2 separate regions of the Sus scrofa genome follow, and region 2 is linked to region 1. Evidence: chromatin contacts called from public HiChIP or PLAC-seq data. All regions are on one chromosome and are shown on one strand. The core of a region is the stretch at or near the end of the contact, and the rest is flanking DNA. Distances in the headings are between cores, read along the strand shown. Region 1 holds the start of STUM (protein stum homolog). Region 2 overlaps STUM (protein stum homolog).

Region 1 (6,342 bases), core at 2,697-5,196:
ATCACTTCTCTTTCCTATCCACTTCCCAGGAAAGGAAACATCCCTCTTATAGTATTTAGCTCAGCAGCCCTGTTGCATGGATCTAGAAGGTACCAGGTAAGGACTAGGCTTAGAATTCTCAGATGGATTTGAGACACTATATCAGAGAAAAACCACGCCTTCACTCAACCCAACACCCGTGCTCTTATCCAATTTGCAAATTAGGAAAGGACTTGCAGGTAAGGAAGTTTCCAGGAAAAAAAAAAAAAAAAGAGCTCTTTGGGCGAGTGCTCTGACCAGTTTCTGGAGAGTAAGAGTGAAGGGAGGATGGCAAGTGCTTGGGCCCATGAGATAGATGCCCTCGGCAAGGTCTAGCCTAATACTACTCCCTCCAGGAAGCTTTCTCTGAACCGCCACCCCAACCCAGAAAGAATCGCCCCAGTTACTGATACAATACTGTTCTTGCTGCCATCACAGCACTTACAAAAAAAAATTTCCCCCTTAGGTCAACACCTGCAGCATATGGAAGTTCCCAGGCTAGGGGTCTAATCGGAGCTCCAGCTGCCGGTCTACACCACTGCCACAGCAACACCAGATCCAAGCTGCATCTGCAATCTACACCACAGCTCATGGCATTGCCAGATCCTTAACCCACTGAGCGAGGCCAGGGATCAAACCAGAATCCTTATGGGTTCTAGCCAGGTCCGTTTCCACGGAGCCACAACAGAAACTCCAGCACTTACAAACTTAAAGTTTGCATCAGTTGTCCTCAACAATCTATGACATCTTGACTAATTTATTTCTCATCACATCCCCAGTGCTTGGCACGTGGTGGATGCCCTGTGTTTGTTGGATGACTGAGTGAATGGATTAAAAGAAGCTTCATTTCCTCAAAGGGCAGAGCCAGACATGAATATTCAGTTTTCACAGGAGCACTGGATAAGCCTGGCACACCTGGAGAAGTGGATCTGGATTGAGGGAAAAAAATTCTAAGAATTGGAGCCTTTCAAACCACTGGGGGCAAGTGGGGGGGGCGGAGCCTGCAAGTTTAGCCTGGGCAGCTCTGTGGTCCAAGATTCCTCTGCAGGTGCAGAGGAGCTGAGAGGTGAATAAGTCATCAGAAGAAAGGTCCCAGAAGGCACCCACACACACCAGGGAAAGGACCAGTGCTCAGCTCTGCAGAAGAGCAAAGAGCAAGGACTCAGGTCTCTGGAACACTTCTAATGGCCAGACCCGAGCTTTACGTAATCTCACTTCATCCTCCCAGCAACCCTGAGAGACAGACATCCCTGACTCACGAAGAAGAAACATCACCAAGGATCAGAAACGCCCTTCAGTGTGGGGAGGGGCGCCCCCCCCCATCAGAACAATTAAATGCCTGGAGTCAGTCTCTGAAAATTCCTAACTCTGTATACCCATGGCTTGCCTCACCCTGTTTTTTCCCTTTGGTAGTTGGTTTATTTTCCCTTTCTTTTCTTCTGGCTTCTTCAAAACGCTTCTTACAAATATCTCCAAGGATGATGATCTAACAAAGGGAAGTGTAAAGAGGGAAAAACTGGATGCCCAGGGCAGGGAGGCGGCAGGGCAAAGGGTAAGAAAGGGGCCGAGTGAGGCATACCCAGAAGGACGTGTGCAGGTGCCCAGGCTGTGGCCTCACCCAGCATGGACGGGGCATATGGGCCCTCCCACGTGCCACCAATGCATTTCTTTCCTCAAAGACCATAAACTGGAGTTCCTGTTGTGGCTCAGCCGAAAAGAATCTGACTAGTATCCATGAGGACACAGGTTTGACCCCTGGCCTTGGTCAGTTGGTTAAGGATCCCACATTGCTGTGAGCTGTGGCAGATGTGGCTCAGATCTGGTGTGGCTGTGGCTATGGTGTAGACCAGCAGCTACAGCTCCGATTCAACCCCTAGCATGGGAACCTCCATAGGTTGCAGGTGCGGCCCTAAGAAGCCACCAAAAAAAAAAAAAAAAGAGAGAGAGAGAGAGAGACCATAAGCTGGCCATCTACCTCACCACTCTAAAAAAAGTCGGATGGAGATGTGTCCCTGCTCTTTATCTTCACATGCCTAGAGAGATGGACAGGCAGTGTCTTTTCACTCCAGCAGGTGGGAATTTCTGACACAACTGCATTAACAGCAGCTTGCCTCCTCACAGTGCCTAAAGGCGCAAAGAGAGCAGGCCTGATGACGTCAACTAGGCTGCTGAGGGCACCAACGAGGGGGAAGCCCAACTAGAGACCACCTAACTTCCTTCTCAGACAAATACGCTGCTCTGGCCACAGATGAGCGCCAAGGGGAAAGTGAACACGACCTGTAGTGGGTGCGTGTGACCTTTGATGTTAGCGTCGCAGAGGACCCTGCAAAGCTGGCTAAGCGCGGGCCGTGAGAAAGGCCAAAGTAAAACCGCTTCCAGCTGACCTCTGTTCCTGGGAACTTGGAGCCTATGCTAGCAACCAGCTCGAGCGCGGCGGCGAGCTCCCTCCTGGAGAGGGCCCAGAGGTGCCTGCCCCCTTCAGGTCTGGCATGGAATTGAGATTGGGGAGGGTGCCCTTGGCACGCAAGAACAGCGAGTGCCAAGCGCGCAGACAGAAATTTCGGAGCGGGGTTAGGAGACAGAGAGTTGAGAAAACTTCGCGTTGCCCCCTTTTCTGCACCTTTCGGCACTCCTATCTCGGTGATGAGCCTCTGCTTTAAAATTTGGGACACTGGTGCCATCAGGGACCCTCGTGCCATTAGGGACCCTGCGGGCAGCCAAAGTCCGACGTAATTACAGGCGCGCGCTCTCCACTTTCTCAGGAACGGAAGTGATGGGAGGGGGGTCATAGGGTCAACCACTTGGCCACGTGCGGTTCAAACCCACAGACGTCCAAGCTAATAAAATCACCCGGCTTCGCCTTGGGGCTGCAGGCGGAATCGCGGGTACTCGGGAAGGAGGCAGAGGAGGCTCTGGCTGAAGAGCTCTCGCCCCCACACGCCCCGCAGCGCGCGAATGCAGGCGGCGCTGCGGGCTGTCTCCTAACCTGGCTCGTCCCCCGCCCCCCACCCGGCTCCGCCTGACTTCTCCGCCAGGCGCGGCCCCAAGGCTCCTCCTGCTCAGACCCCGTGCCCCTGGGAGAAAGGAGCTCGTGGGAGGGTGCGCGCGGCGAAGGGAAGAAGCAGGATTTGGAGGCGCCTGGAGGGGAGCCTAGCTGGGGCTGAGGGAACCGTCTGGGCCGCCGCCCGCGGGCTCCAACATCCCCGGCAAAGTTTCTAGCTCTTCGGGGCTGAATCGCCTGGCTCCCAGGTCCGAGAAGGTGCAAGGCGCGTCAGGGAACCCTGCGCCGCGCCCCCCTCCCGGCACCCGCTCCACGCGACCCTGCCACCTGCCAGGGGGCGCTGGGAGCGCCGGCGCAGCTGCCGCCGCCGGTGGACGCCGCCCGAGGGTCCCTCCTCGACCCCTCCCCTGCTGTCCTCCCGCGCTAGGGCCCCGGGGCGCCGGGGTCGCGGCCACCGCGTCTTACCCAGTCCCGGCACAAAAGTGTTGAGGAAGAGACAGATGACGGCCACAGGAAAGGGCATGTAGGGGATGGCGGCGCGCAGGGGGCCCTTCTTCTCGCGGACCTGCACCACCACCCCGCTGGACGAGGACGCCCCCCGGTCCGCCGCCGCCACTGCCGCCGCTGCAGCCGCCGTCTCGGCGTCTTTGTGCGAAGGCTCCATGGCGAGGCGCGCTCCCCGGGAGCCGGGCTGCCGCGGCCGGGGCTGCCGCCCAGCGCACAGGGAGCGGGTAGCGGCCCGCTCCGGGCTCCGGGCTCCGGGCTCAGCGCCGAGCTCAGGAGGCCAGCGCGCTCCTCGTGCCGCGCGGCTTGTCCAGAACCCCGCACTCCCGCGTCCCCACGCGCCCGGCCCTCTGCCGCGCGCTCGGCTGCGCTCCCACACCCCCGGCAGAGGGGCGGGGAGGGCGGCGCGACACTCGGTGACAGCGCTCTGACGCCCCTCCCCTCCGGGCCCCTTCCCCGCCCTCCTCACCGCTCCCCACCACCCTCCCGCCCCAATACCACTTACTAATCAGAGCGGAGGGAAGAAAGTAGAAGAGAAAAGCAGAGGGAGCCAGTTGTCCAGCTATTGGGAGGCATGGACACACCTCTCCATCCCCAGACAGGTGAACCCGGGCGGGAACCCCCGCCAAGCACACCGCGAATCGGGCGTGTGCGCTCCTCTGGCACGTTGGGAAAAGGCTTCGAGGTTGAATCCTTTCTTCTGGAGGATGCATTTAAAACTAGGGCGATGAAGGCCAAGAAAGCGAGCCTAGTGTGCCTTAAATTCATTCCAATTTACATAGATTTGTTTTAAGTCACAGAGAAAACGCTCTTTTAGAATGGATAAGAGAAAGCAGGAGACACAGCTGTTCAAACAGGTCTCCGCGAGGCTAGTTAAAACGGGACCCTCCCTAAAACACATACATGCAGACGCGAAAAGCTGCAAGAAACGAGCCTGTTGCTCAGAAGGGAGGATTTGGGCCATCCCTTGAACAGTTTTAGGGGAAACCTGGGGCTTTTGTGAGCTGGACGTGATGGTTAAAAAGCCAGCGAAGACACAGCGCCGTCTGGTGTTTTGCTAATGCAGCAGTTGGTAGAAGCAGAAGGATTTGGTCAGGTCCAAGCCTGCAGGAGGAGGCCCCATATTTAATAAGATTTTCCAAATAATTCTGCCCTCATCGCCACACCTGGAAAAATGAACGGATGAAAGCAACCGCCTCTTACCTTAGGGAGGGATTCAAGGCATCAGAATTATCCAGATAGTCAGCAGATCGTCGGATTGGACAGATGCAAATCCACTTCCTTCCCAGTCGCTCTTTTTCTCCAGGAACAATGGTGATTAAATCATCCCAAAACATTCCAGGAACTTCTGAGGAAGGATGCTGAAAGACCATGCATTCTTTTATGGGTATCTGAATAAACTAATTTTAGAAGCAGATGGTCAGCAGGTGTTAGTGGTGATGCTGGTGAGCCCGCACACACACTACCAGCTTAGGTCTGGCAGTCAGAAGTGAACAAGACTGAAAGTTTTAGTCTTTCCTCGGCCACTAATTACCCGTATGACTTAGAAGACTCATTTAGCCTCTCAGGGGCTTGAATTACTGTGATTGGAAAGTCAAAGCAAGATTCTATTTAATACGTATTTATGGGAGACCTAATAGGGCTTAGATTCTGGGGAGAGAGAAAGGAATAAAACCCAGCCCCTGGCTTCAAGGGCTTAATAGATGAACTGACACTAACCCCCAGGATGATAGAATTACAGGCGGTGACAAATGCTGTCGTGCAGTAAGCTGAAGGTACTGAGAAAACAAGGACCCATCTGTGAAACCAGCTAGAGAGGGGAGGCGTCAGGTGTCACTGTCCCCAAAGAAGGAGATGGGAATGAGATGAGCGATGACCAGAGCTAACTACTCACAGGAGATTTATTTTATTTTAAACAAACACATTTCTCTGAGCACTCTATGAGGCACGAAGCACTTTACACATTTTTGCTTATTTAATCCTCCCCATAGTCTATGAAGTAAGGATTATTTATATCCTCATTTTACCTACCAATGGGGAAATTGGAGCACAGAGAGGTTAAGTAAACATCCTTTGAACATTCTTTCAAACATCTGGGGGCCACTAAAAGTATTTCAGGGAAGAAATTGGATTTATATCCTCCCATTTTCTAGATGAGTTGCTTAATATCTGGTTGTCAGAAAGACATCTAGGTATGGGAGTTCCTGTTGTGGCTCAGCAAGTTATGAGTTCAACTAGTATCCATGAGGATGCGGGTTTGATCCCTGCCCCACTCAGTGGAGTAAGTACCCGGTGTTGCCCTGAGCTGTGGTGTAGGTCACAGACAAGGTTTGGATCCTGCGTTGCTGTGGCTGTGGTGTAGGCCTGCAGCTGCAGCTCTGATGTGACCCCTAGCCTGGGAACCACCATGGATGAGGCCCTAAAAAGAAAAAAAAATCTCTCTCAAATCAGACACAGACACTGTCAGGGAAACAAATCAAAGGTTGATTACATCAACCAAATAACACATCTAGGCCAGGCATTGGGTCATAAACATAAAATCTGTTTTATTGACCTCGTTCTGTCACCTCAGCTTTGGACCTCTTTTTTAACTGAAACAATTTTTTGTTGTTTAAGTCAGCCTCCACACTGCACAAGGAATGCACATATCAACCTGAATGGCTCCTTTTGGCAAAGACTACATTGCAGCTTTGGCAGCAGAGAGACAGACTTTATTTGGAGTTCTGTGTCTTTGAACAATCTCTTACCCTCTCTGGGCCTCAGTCTCCAAACTGTAAATAATCCTTATCTCATTGTTCTGTGAGTCAGGATTAGGGGAG
Region 2 (6,616 bases), core at 2,740-5,239, 38 kb before region 1:
CTCGGCTCAGATCCTGTATTGCTGTGGCTGTGGTGCAGGCTGGCAGCTGCAGCTCTGATTCAACCCCTAGCCTGGGAACTTCCATATGCTGCAGGTGTGGTGCTAAGACGAAAAGAAGAAAAGAAAAGAAAATAGGATGGTGGTGGACAAGAATTGGGGGAAGGAGGAATGAGGAGTTACTGTTTAATGGGAACAGAGTTTCAGCTTTGAAAGATGGAAAGAGTTCTGGAGATGGATGGTGGTGATGCCTACACTGCAACGTGCGTGTGTTTAAGGCCCCCGAACTGTACACTTAAGACTGGTTAAAATGGTAAATTTCAGGAAATTTCCGTGTGGCACAGTGGGTTAAGGATCCAACACTGTTGTAACTGTGGCAGAGGCCACGACTATGGCTTCAGTTCGATCCCTGGCCTGGGAATTTCCACATGCCCCAGGTGCAGCCAAAAAAAACTCCAAAACGAAAACAAATAAAATGGTAAACTTCATGTTATTTGTATTTTACCACAATACAGAGAATTGAAGAAAAAAAGGAAAAACACTTCATCCTTGATTTTCAAAATATTCTTGCACCGTCTCCCTGCCCCGGTCAGTGTCCTTCCCAGAAGCCCTGAGGCAGATAGTGCCCTGACTGTGGCCGGCAGTGTCCTGACTCAGTGGGAGCTGGCTGAGGTCCTGTGACACTCCGTCTCTTTGTAGCTGTGGCTTTGCCCTGGTCTTCCTGCTCAGAAACAGGAAGATGTTTCTATTAATAGCAATTTCTTATGGCTCAGCCTAATATGTATATGAACATTTTGAGCATAAGGAAACTCTGGCCCTAAACTCAGAAATTCTTTTTTTTTTTTTTTTTTTTTTTTTTGTCTTTTTAGGGCTGCACCCAGGGTACATGGAAGTTCCCAAGCTAGGAGTCGAACCACAGCTGCAGCTAATGGCCTACACCACAGCCACAGCAACTTGGGATCCAAGCCACATCTGTGACCTACACCACAGCTCACAGCAACGCCGGATCCCTAACCCACTTAGCGAGGCCAGGGATCGAATCCATGTCCTCATGGATACTAGTGGGATTTGTTACGACTGAGTCACGACGGGAACTCCCAGAGATTCTTGAAGTTAGGTCATCTTGTCCATCCCCTGACAAAAGATGGAATCTCACCAGAACTGCCAAACTGATTAGAGGCCAATGGGCCTCTTCATGCATCTGCCTGATTGCCACGGAGGCAGAGAGGCCCAGCGAGCCCACTGTTGCACCAACAGGCAGCATTAGCAAAGATGAAAGCATATCTGCTGGGAAAAACTGGGCTACTCCATATTCTGTTTAAAGAAATGAAAACATTGGCTCCCATGCGGTGTGGGAGGGCCCACATTAATAGGCTTATGATAACTCTCAGATGCATACAAAAAATATAAGCACATATAAGAATATGTATATATATCACCTGCAGTTGTGTTGATGTGCATACATTAATCATTAATTAGTCATTAGTTGGGGTAAAGAATTTCATTAATTAGGAAACAATGGTGATAGGTCCCTTCTGCCATATAGGGTAACACAGGCCATAGAAGGTAAGGATGAAGTGAATGGATTTGTAATATAAAAACACTGTTTTGATCTATCAATGGGACATTTAAAAAATGATTTTAGCACAGTTAATTATTTTAAGTGAATCTTAACTGCTAAAGAACAAGCCCTCCCCAACTGCAACGGGTTAGTTCTTAGTCCATAAGCACCAGCCAGGCAGCAGTGCCGGCTCGGGAATGGAGTGCGGGCATGTGGGGGGGCTTGCCTGGTCCCATCCGGGACCTCACACTCTGCTGGGGACGCTGAGTCCCAAAAGGAACAGTGTTGAACCCTGTTTGGTTTAGCAGCAAAGGCTTGGAGAAGAGAACTCTGTGGGAGGAGAGGTCTGGCAAGCTGGTGGAAGTAATCACGGAGGGGCAGGGGGAGAGCCCCCCAAAACAATCCAGCATGCTCATCCTTCCGGAAGCTGAGGGCGGCGGGGGCTCTGAGGGTGTGTGCATGGCAGGGATGAAAACCAGGGCTGCAGGACAGGGGTCAGACTGGACGGGATCTGAGGGCCTTGCTGCAGCAAGGGCAGCCTCTGGGAAGGGTCTGGATGGGGAATCACACATCAGGTTTGTGACCCCCAAGGCAGGGGCAGGGCAGGGGTGAGGCAGAGGCTTGGAGCGGAGAGGAGGTGAGGGGGGCAGGGAGACAGGGCAGGGGGGACTGGGAGGAGAAGGGAGGACCCCCAGGAGGAGGGAGTGGCCTGAGATTGGGGGACATGTTGCAGGTTGGGGCAGGATGAAGGGGGCACGGACGGGTCTGGGTGTCTGGTTTTCCACAGGGTGGAGCCAAGAAGCAGGTGGGGAACCCTGGGCCCAGAGCCACACCCTAGATGGGGCCTTGGGAGGGTGGGCTGCAGGAAACAGAAGTCACCCAAGTGAATGAGGTCACCCAGGAGGGCGTGGAATTCAGGGAAAGATCCAGGAAAGACTCATCTTTCCTGGGGGACCTATCATGGCCACAAAGGGGACAGAGGGGGACCAAACAGAGAGGTGAGGGAGGGTGTCCCAGAAACAGGGGCGCCTCAGGGAAGAGAAGGTGCTGGATAGGATCACGTGCCGCAGAGACAGTGAGGGGACGCAGTCTGGGTGGCCTCAGTGGGAGTCTGAGGGGATGGCGGGGAGACAGCAGGATGTCAGAGGTTCAGAGAGAATGCGGTGAGGATTCCAGAACATGCTCTACGAGCCCTTTCTCTAAAGTACACAAGAGAAAGTGCAGCTTGTCTGTCTGCTGAGGAGAAGCCACGGGGGACGGGATGGGAGAGGATGAGGACATAACCAGACAAGGGCTAAGTGGGTGGAAAGGTTCTCGACAAGGTGAGAAGTGGTGGGTGGGGTACCCACAGCAGATCTCCCGAACTGGTTTGCACGTGAGAATACTCAAGCTGAAGTTTATAAAAATGCAGGTTGCAGGTCCCCACTTCCAGACCCCCAAAGGCACAGGAATGGGTCCAGGGATTGGATTGCTCGTTTCAAAAGATGAAAGAGGAATTCCCACTGTGGCACGATGGGATCAGAGGCATATTGGGAGCACTGGGACACAGGTTCAATCCCTGGCCCCAAACAATGGGTTAAGGAACCGGCGTTACCACACCTGCGGCTTCGGTTGTGACTGCAGCTCATATCTGATCCCTGGCCTAGGAGGTCCATACAGGGGAAGCAAAGAAAAGAAAAAAAATTAAAAAGATAAAAGCAACATTGCCCCCGTTGATTCTAACACACAACCAGGTTTGAGAATTGCTCTTGGAGCAGTGGAGGGATTGGCACGGCAGACACAGAATCAGAAAACCACACCGCCTGGCAGGAGATTAGTCCACGATCCTGGCCTTTCACTCTGTCCCACAGCGACCGCCACATGCCTGGGCGCTGAGTCAGGGAGCAGAGGCGGGTGGACAGGGCCCAGCCATAATATTTCTGAGGATGCCCAGGCCTTGCCAACGCTAATGGGCACAGCGGAAAATGACGGTAATGAACTGAACTGTCAACCACCAAAATCAGTGTTGTAAGGACAGCTGGAACTCAGGCACAGACATGCACTCTGCCGGGTCCCGAGGGAGGCGGCCAGGCGGGAGATGCTTAGGAGACCCCACCCCCACCCCACCAGACTCACAGCAAAGACACCAGAGCGCTTTGCAGCCACAGTCCCCTCTGGCCACCATCGCTCTGAGGTCACTGGCTTCCCCAAGGAGCTCAGGTCTCAGGCTCCAGACACAGGCAGCAGGGAGGACACGTCTGTCCTGGATGTCCCAAAGGGTCCTGGGGGAGGGCTCCCCAGCCTGGCTCCCACCGCCCCCCCATCCTGCTTCGGTCAGGCGCTGGAAGAGAAGCAGCGCAGAAGTGGGCTGGCGTGGGCACCGCCAGGAGAGGGGGCAGCTCTGCCTCCAAAGGATGGAGCCTGGGGGCTGAAATCGTCCTTCACAAGTCCCTGTCAGGTTCAGCTTTTTGCATGACTCACGTGGGAGCAGTGAAAGGCACTGGACTGGAGGGGGCAGGTCTCAAGGCCTCGTGGAACTCGGGGAGAAGGGCTGCTCCCCTGGGACCGAGGAGAGTAAGTCCAGCTGGACCCCGGGGTCACCTGCACCTGGCTCTGTGGTCATTAAGATGTGCCGCTCATCAGCGCCTGAGACCTCCACCTGGACGCCCTCCATCACTCCTCAGGGAGGGTTGGTTGAGCACAGCTCTTTTACCAGCACAACCTTGAACGTGAGCTTTAGGGGGACAGGAAGGACACAGCCGATCTGGAAGGACAAGCCACACCCTATGAAACAGGTCCCAGTGCTGACTGTGTCCAGTCCGGAGCCAGAATGAGACAAACGGGAGATCACATTCAGGGTCACACTCAACCTAATGGAATTTCACGTCTCCAACCTTGAGGGGCCATAAGAAGCAATGGAGCTTGGGCTAAAAATACACCTTCCTGGGCTATACCACCCTGAGATACTAAGTCAGCAGGCCTGGTCATCCTCGCTTTATCATTGTGCACTCATTTCAACTGGAAAGGGAAAAGGGAAGGACAATGAAGTGACTACCAATTCACAAATGATCCTGGATAAAAGCCCTAGGAAAACAGAACGAGAATAATTTAAAAGCCCACAGGGAGTTCCCGTCGTGGCGCAGTGGTTAACGAATCCGACTAGGAACCATGAGGTTGCGGGTTCGGTCCCTGCCCTTGCTCAGTGGGTTAATGATCTGGCATTGCCGTGAGCTGTGGTGTAGGTTGCAGACGCGGCTTGGATCCTGCGTTGCTGTGCCTCTGGCGTAGGCCGGTGGCTACAGCTCCGATTAGACCCCTAGCCTGGGAACCTCCATATGCCACGGGAGCGGCCCAAGAAATAGCAACAACAATAACAACAACAACAAAAGACAAAAAAAAAAAAATAAAAAAAAAAAAAAAAAAAAAAAAGCCCACAGGAGAGTTCCCTCCGTGGCTCAGAGGAAACAAAACTGACTAGCATCCATGAGGATGCAGGTTCGATCCCTGGCCTCACTCGTGGGTTAAGGATCCGGCGTTGCCGTGAGCTGTGGTGTAGGTCGCAGATGCAGCTCGGATCTAGTGTTGCTGTGGCTGTGGTGTAGGCCAGCAGCTGTAGCTCCAATTCAATCCCTAGCCTGGGAACCTCCACATGCCGTGAATGCAGCCCTAAAAAGCTAATAAAAACAAAAAGCCCACAGAGTCTCTGTGCCCATGGCCTAAGTAAGCCAAGGTCAGTCTGAGAAGATAAGGCCTTGGTCCCAGAGCAGACTCCGTGCTCCTTCTCTCATCCTGGCTCCTTTGGCTCTGATTTCTTAACAGAGGGGGCAGGAAGGGGAGAGGATGCTGGATGCTGTGTTCACACATGCTGTGGAAAGGCACTGGCTGCTTGCTCAGCCTGATAACCCTGGAGCAGAGTCAGAGGAGGCCGTGCTGGACAGGCTAGGAGGGCAGGCCCTGACCATCACAAGTGGCCGAGAGTGCGTCTCAGAGAGTGAAGGGAATCACTGTGAGACAAAGGACAGTCAGCTCAGGGTTCAAGGCCATTGGAGGTCTGTGTCCTCAACCAGAAAGTGTTCTGTATACCCAACACCGTGCTTGTCATGTCCTGGCCAGCAAAGAACTTGCAGAGATTAAACTGTCAAACCAAGACAGAACAAGGCCAGATACAACACGGACCATCCCAGGATTTGCAGTATCCTGACCACCTTCAACATTCTTCAAAACGAATCTATTGTCAGCTAACTGCATTCCTCAAGAACACAACAAAAAGGCCACCTACTGAATGGGAGAAGATATTTGCAAATGATATCTCCCACAAGGGGTTAATATCCAAAATATACAAAGAATGCACACAATTCAACATCCAAAAGACCCAAAATAAAACACACACAAACAACCCAACCCAATTTAAAGCTGGACAGAACTGGGAGTTCCCGTCATGGCTCAGCAGTGACAAACCCAACCAATATCCATGAGGACACAGGTTCGATCGCTGGCCTCGCTCAGTGGGTTAAAGATCTGGCGTTGCTATGAGCTCTGGTGTAGGTTGCAGATGCTGTGGCTGTGGCATGGGGTGACAGCTGCAGCTCTAATTCGACCCCTAGCCTAGGAACTTCCATGTGCTGTGGGAGCAGCCCTAAAAAAGCTTTTTAAAAAGAGTAATAAAATTGGACAGAACTGAATAGACATTTTTCCAAAAAAGACATACAGATGGCCAAAAGGCACATGAAAAGATGCTCAACATCATTAATCATCAGGGAAATACAAATCAAAACCACAATGAGATATCAGCTCACATCTGTCAAAATGGCTATCACCAAAAAGACAAGAAATAGCAAGTGTTGACGAGGATGTGGAGAAAAGGAAACCCTTGTGTACTGTTGGTAGGAATGTAAATTGGTGCAGCCACTGTGGAAAATATTATGCAGATTCCTCAAAAAATTAAAAAAAGAACTACCATTAAAAACAGATCCAGCCATTCCACTTCTGGGTATTTGTCTGAAAAAAAATGAAAATACTAATTTGAAAGATTTATTATATGTTCATTGCAGCATTATTTACAATAGCCAAGATATGAAA

The links. HiChIP or PLAC-seq counts read pairs in DNA pulled down with a chosen protein or histone mark.
Region 2: a contact with region 1 is called in an H3K27ac HiChIP or PLAC-seq map of skeletal muscle. The contact joins the enhancer-like site here to the promoter of STUM in region 1. A contact is called at or near these places in 5 of 47 Hi-C or Micro-C datasets (embryonic fibroblasts, epiblast stem cells, fetal heart ventricle and 2 more) and 1 of 2 datasets of contacts at active chromatin or transcription factors (skeletal muscle).

Annotation. Positions count from the first base shown.
Region 1 is chr10:14,292,563-14,298,904 of Sscrofa11.1, reverse strand. STUM (protein stum homolog) reads right to left here and starts at 3,946. Exons shown (of 4, transcript XM_003357643.4): 1 at 3,485-3,946. The coding sequence starts at 3,683.
Region 2 is chr10:14,330,249-14,336,864 of Sscrofa11.1, reverse strand. All of the region lies in intron 1 of STUM (protein stum homolog), which reads right to left. Among named protein-coding and RNA genes, the nearest start is that of STUM, 39 kb to the right of the region's middle. Within about 2 kb of position 3,989, at least 9 of the 83 cell types and tissues checked have an H3K27ac peak or open chromatin away from gene starts, as enhancers often do. A contact at or near this core is called in skeletal muscle, where this site is marked.